Linked DNA regions of Mus musculus: region 1 is linked to region 2. The links are chromatin contacts, called in public HiChIP or PLAC-seq maps. All regions are on one chromosome and are shown on one strand. The core of a region is the stretch at or near the end of the contact, and the rest is flanking DNA. Distances in the headings are between cores, read along the strand shown.

Region 1 (2,767 bases), core at 5-2,504, 75 kb before region 2:
GGGTGGCACCTCAGGGTGGGATTAGTGCCTTCATAAGAACAGGAAGAAGGGCCAGGAAGAGGCTCAATCAATCAAGTACTTGTTGTGCAAGGCTAGGACCTGAGTTCGATCCCCAGAACCCACATATCAGCTAGGCACAGTTCTAATTCCAGCACTAAGGGGAGATTGAGGCAAGAAGGTTTGGGGCTTGCAGGTCAGCAAATCTATCAGAATCTATGAGCTTCAGGTACAGTGAAAGAGCCTGAATCAAAAATAAATAAATAAATAAATAAATAAGGTAGAGAACAAATAATGAAGACATCCAATGTCAACCTCCACCCATGCGTGCCACACAAGTACACACATGTACACAAACATAAAATGGAAGAGCAACATAGGCTAGAGCCAGCATAGTCCCTCTGTCTCACCACGAGATGCCTTTACCACGTAGGCTGCTGCGTAAGATGCTGTGGGAGGTCCTCAGCAGAGGCTGAGCACGGCGGTTATGCACTGTCATGTGTCAATGTCAACTAGTGTTCTGGGCCATCAACCTGACGTCATCTGGAATTAACTAAAACCCTCACGTGGTAGGCCTCCCTGTGGGAGACTTTGCATAACTTGAAGTAGGATGATCCGCTTCTAATCTGGATCTTTGAGATAGGAAGGCGCATCTTTAATCCGGATATTTTGAACTGAAAACATACACCTCTCACCTGGACCACACCTTCTGCTAGGAGCCTATGTTAGGACATGGAAAAGGAAGCTTTTATTCTTTGCCTGCTTGCTCTTGCCTTGCTAGCAAGTCCACCCCTTCACTCGCATCAGAGCCTACTTCTTTGGAATTCCAGCATAAACTGAAGATGAACTGAGACATCCAGTCTGGTGAACTGAGAGACTACTGGATTCTTGGACTTTCCTTTCACAGACAGCCACTGTTGCCATAGCTGTACCACAGCCCATAAGTCACACACACACACACACACACACACACACACACACACACACACACACACACACACACAGAGAGAGAGAGAGAGAGAGAGAGAGAGAGAGAGAGAGATTCATTCTATAAATTCTTTTACTCCAGAGAACCCTAACTAAAGTCTTCCCAGACTCCAGAACCAAGAGCTAAGTAAATACTGTTACCCACTGTACAACACTAAGTTATAGCAACCTCCGGAAGGGACTCTAGCCAGCTCAAGCGTGGCGAGCATGCTTCTGGCAGGCCTTGCTCTTTTCCCTGATTCCCTCTGCCTTGCTAAAAACCGTTAGATTACATTCCTAAAGCTAGCTACCAAGGTCTATTCCCTTATTTGGACACTTCCTCCTCCTGAGGCTGACTACCAAAGTCCAGCTAGCAAAGTATTGAAGTCCAGCAATCAGAAGCCTCCTTTGGTTCAACTAATTAGCATGCCTCATCCTAACACAGGGTTTCCCTTTTACCTTTATAAACTGCCATTTTCCTATGTGTCAAGTCTGTCTCCTGTCTATCCAGTACCTATCCACGATGGGACAAAAATACCTCTTCTCCCTTCTCCCTTGTCCCCTTCCTCTTCTCCCTCTTCCTTTGTTTCCTGCCCATGTCTCTTACTCCCTGCTCTCTGTCTCTCTGGGGCACATGCATCTCCTTTGTGCTGAGAACTTGGTCTTGGGGGTCCTGAGCCCCTACTTTTCCTTTCACCTCCAAAGCAGACTAAGGAAGGCTCTCCCATGCACCAAGCACCTGCTTTGTGCTAGGCAGTGTTCCATCCGCAGCTCTTAACAAGGAGGCTCAGGGCATTGAGTGGTGTACACAGCTAAGAAGCAGCAGGTCCTCCCATGAGCCTCTTAGATGCCTACATCTCTACCCCTTCCCCTAAGCCTTGGGATCTCAGGGCGGGTCTCAGAGGCTCCGGGTGATGCTGCAGGTAGAGTGATGGTTGTAGCATGGCAGGAAGCACTGGGCAGAGAGGAGCCCGGGAAGACTGAGATCCCACTATGGGAGAACAGTAGGAAGAGGGGCTCTGTCTTCTTAGTTTCAGTTCCTGAACGTGTGCTGAGGGCTCCAAGGTCAGACAACTGGTGTCTGCGGCAAAGTGCAGTGTCGAGGGCAGGGGCCATTCTCAAGTCCACTGTGGTACAGAGGGCTGCCATAATGTGTACCCACACACTGTGTGGCTTAAAACTCCTGACTCTGTGAGAGATCTGAAGAGCAGAGAGCTGCAAGATGTCGGTAGGACCTGCGGCCTCTGAGTCTCTAGAGAAGCATCCTTCCTTGCCTCCTACAGCCTCTTGTGGCTTCCTTCCTTCCTTAGCATTTTTTGGAGTAGGCTGCAGTCTCTGTCTCCACTCCCAAAAGGTTTTCTGTCACTGTGTCCCCTGCCTCCCCACAAGGATTCCAGGCACTGGATTTAGGGTCTGTCCAGCTTGAATTCAGTTCAGCTAATTGTATATGTAAGCACCCTACTTCCAAATAAGGTCAGACCAAGGTGCCAGCAGGCATGAATTCTGGGTGGGGGGAGACACTATCTGCCTGGGACAGCAACCCCCTCCATCTGCCACGGTGGCCCCCATGTCCATTTGTCTAAAGTCAGCAGGAACGGTGGATGCCAAGTTGATGAAAGTCTCAATCTGCTATCTTTCTGGAACACTCCAGAACAATGCTGCTCCCACTAAAAGTGTTTGAGTTACTAGTATTTTTTTTCTATAGGTGAAATCCTTTGTTTCAAAACAGACATCTCATGAGCCAAATAAAATATGTCTACAGGCCAAAATCAGACACAGGCAATGAGCCTTGACTTGCAGCTCA
Region 2 (2,700 bases), core at 41-2,540:
CAAACAAGGCTGCAGCTTCTATCCCAGCGTGGCCCTCACACAGGCAAACTGCCTCCACTGACCATGCAGGGATGGTGAGCAGAGGGTGGGAGTGGTTTAGGCAAGATGTGATCAGAGACCCATCTAAAGCAAGATGGGGCAGTGGGGATATAGTTTATGGTATAAACTCTGAAACATGCTCAGGCCATGGGGTCCCAGAGTGCCTTAGGAGCAAGGAGCAGAAAGTCTGAAAGTTTAATGCCAGCAGACCATCCCTGCTTCCTTAAAATTTGGCCCAGGCCAGAAACACCATCCCCATGTATGTATGTATGTATGTATGTATGTATGTATGTATGTATGTATGTATGTATGTGTGTGTGTATTTTTAAACAATTCATTTTTTATTTTATGTGCATTAGTGTTCTGCCTGCATGTATGTCTGTTGGATTCCCTGGAACTGAAGTTACAGACACTTGTGAGCTGCCATCTGGGTGCTAGGAATTGAACCCTGGTTCTCTAGAAGAGCAGCCAGTGCTCTTAATTAATGAGGCCTCTCTCTAGGCCCTATATTTTTATTTTATTAAAAATTTTAAAATGAAAAGTGGAGAAAGATTTATTCAACATGCTCATACTGAGAAATGGAAAAAGGACTTTAGGTCTAGTGAGCCCTCCAGTGCATTTTGGAGATGCTAATGTGTGGTTCAAATTTCAATAGATGGCAAGAGGAAACCTCATTTTCAAGAGACCGAAAACCTTTGGACCCGGATGGCTACTTACAAACTATGTCTCAGTGACCTAAGCCAGGGACCTCCCGCTAGGTGACATTGTCTGATCACCTCTGAAGACTGCCTGGGCCCTTTTTGGTCCCTGACAATGAGATTGGCATTCCTCTTCTGCACTCACCATCTTTGGATGGATGCTCCGATGTCCTTCAGGGTGGGGCTGCTACTCTCCCACCCAGCAAGGGACGTAGAGACCTGGGGCATTGCACAGCAGAAAGAGGGCTGGCCAACAGCAGATTTGAGTGGGTGTATGTGTATGCCCAGGACTCCCACTGGATCCCTTAGGAAAAGATATTGTATCATAATAATTATGAGTTAGATGTACAATCTTGCATCTCAGACCAGTTTCTGGGGTCCAAGTCTGGTTTCACCTCTCGCCCTTCATAGGATTTGGTAGTAAGAGGGTTTCCTGGATGCTTATAAAATGTGGGCCCAAACACCAAGCTCCTGTTAGCAGGCTAAAAGTCAGCAGTGTCCACAGGCGCACGGCCCTGAAGAGGAAGCCAGCACAGCATGTCCCCTGGGACTCATTAGCTCTCATACTACTCAGAGGAAGTCAAAGTGATCACAGAATGCCACTTCTTGAAACTATTAGTGGTGAGGGTGGCTTTTCTCTCTCCATGCAAAACAAGATTGTTTTAAATTTATTTTTTACTGTTGGGCCGTGTGAGTAGCTCTCAGTTACTCATCTTGAGCCAGCACTGACATCCAAAGCCCGCTGGACACTGTCGAGCATGGCTGGGCCTTGTCCATTACCTGTTCCTTCTTTAAAATAAGGCTCTGAATACCGTCTAGCAGGGTTGTGAGGGAGTCTCACCCATCACTTCCCAGGCAATGAGGGCTCTAACAGGAGACACTCAAGATGAGTCTTTATGCTTTATCCCTGGCGTGGCTCTCATTGGAAGCTTCTGAATGATGGGGGGTGGGGGGTGGTCTTTTGCTTCTCAAAGGCTCCTGTGTCTTTAAACACTTTTTTATTTTGTTTATTCTTGTGTGTGTGTGTGTGTGTGTGTGTGTGTGTGTGTGTGTGTGTGTGTGTGTGTGATATGCACAGGCACACATGGGAGGTGGAGGTCAGAAGACAAGTTTGTGGAGTTGGTTCTCACTATCCACTTTTATTTGGGTTTTGGGGACCGAATTCAGGTCATCAGGATTGTGTGGCCTGGCACTGGAGTTTCTGTTAATGGAGTGATTCTGGAAGAGTGGGGTCAGGTTGCCAGATAAACCAACTAGGTGACTAGTTGAGGGGAGGGGCTCAATTTAACCACCATGATGAGTGGTCTGACCTGGTCAGTCACACCTAGGCACCTAGGATGTGAGTATAGCATCCCTTAATGAAAGTTCCTTCAGGGAGCATTTTGGTTGGTTCTGGGTGCCTGGCATATCCCGAGGAGGTGTGGCAGCTCCTCCCCCTCCCCCACAGCCCTTGCTCTATTGTCTCTACGATCGGGTTGTCCAGGGATGTACCTCTTACAATAAATCAACAAATTATTGAATTTTGTGAGTTGTCCCAGTGAGTTATTGAAGCTGAGAGGGGTGGAGGGAATCCTTGGATAAGGAGCTGAGAGGACAGAAGCGTAGGTGACCAAGGCACCTCGTGATGGACCCCAGGAGTCAGGGTGGTTCTGTGAGTCTGAGTCTAGTCTACAGCCCCACAGGCTATGTGCTCACCCTGGATAGTTCAGCTCAAGAACTGAATTGTTAGAAACCTCATGGATATTGGAGAATCTGAGAACACAAGACAGATGTGCAAAAGGCAGCTGTCATCTTTCAAACAAGCCAGCTCTTGAGGATGGGGCCAGGGACCGCCGCAGCAGGGTTTGGAGTATGCGGGTGCTATGTGCGGATCGGGAACTCAGGACTGTGGAGAGATGGATGCAGAGGAGCAGTGTCGGCTCCCACCATAGCAGCTCGATCCTCTTGACAAAAGCTTCATTTT

What was found. HiChIP or PLAC-seq counts read pairs in DNA pulled down with a chosen protein or histone mark.
Region 1: a contact with region 2 is called in an H3K27ac HiChIP or PLAC-seq map of microglia, with 4 times the contacts expected there. The contact joins two enhancer-like sites. A contact is called at or near these places in 3 of 15 datasets of contacts at CTCF or cohesin (the NIH/3T3 cell line and pro-B cells), 20 of 484 Hi-C or Micro-C datasets (DN3 thymocytes, the N1E-115 cell line, the Patski cell line and 13 more), 9 of 115 datasets of contacts at active chromatin or transcription factors (bone marrow-derived dendritic cells, bone marrow-derived macrophages, embryonic basal ganglia and 5 more) and 3 of 9 other capture datasets (adipose tissue, liver and pancreatic islet).

Annotation. Positions count from the first base shown.
Region 1 is chr14:33,309,373-33,312,139 of GRCm38.p6, reverse strand. The region is part of intron 4 of Arhgap22 (Rho GTPase activating protein 22); the gene reads right to left. Among named protein-coding and RNA genes, the nearest start is that of Gm41130, 79 kb to the right of the region's middle. Within about 2 kb of position 1,254, at least 24 of the 459 cell types and tissues checked have an H3K27ac peak or open chromatin away from gene starts, as enhancers often do. A contact at or near this core is called in adipose tissue, bone marrow-derived macrophages and microglia, where this site is marked.
Region 2 is chr14:33,234,456-33,237,155 of GRCm38.p6, reverse strand. All of the region lies in intron 2 of Arhgap22 (Rho GTPase activating protein 22), which reads right to left. Among named protein-coding and RNA genes, the nearest start is that of Gm41130, 3.9 kb to the right of the region's middle. Within about 2 kb of position 1,290, at least 23 of the 459 cell types and tissues checked have an H3K27ac peak or open chromatin away from gene starts, as enhancers often do. A contact at or near this core is called in adipose tissue, bone marrow-derived macrophages and microglia, where this site is marked.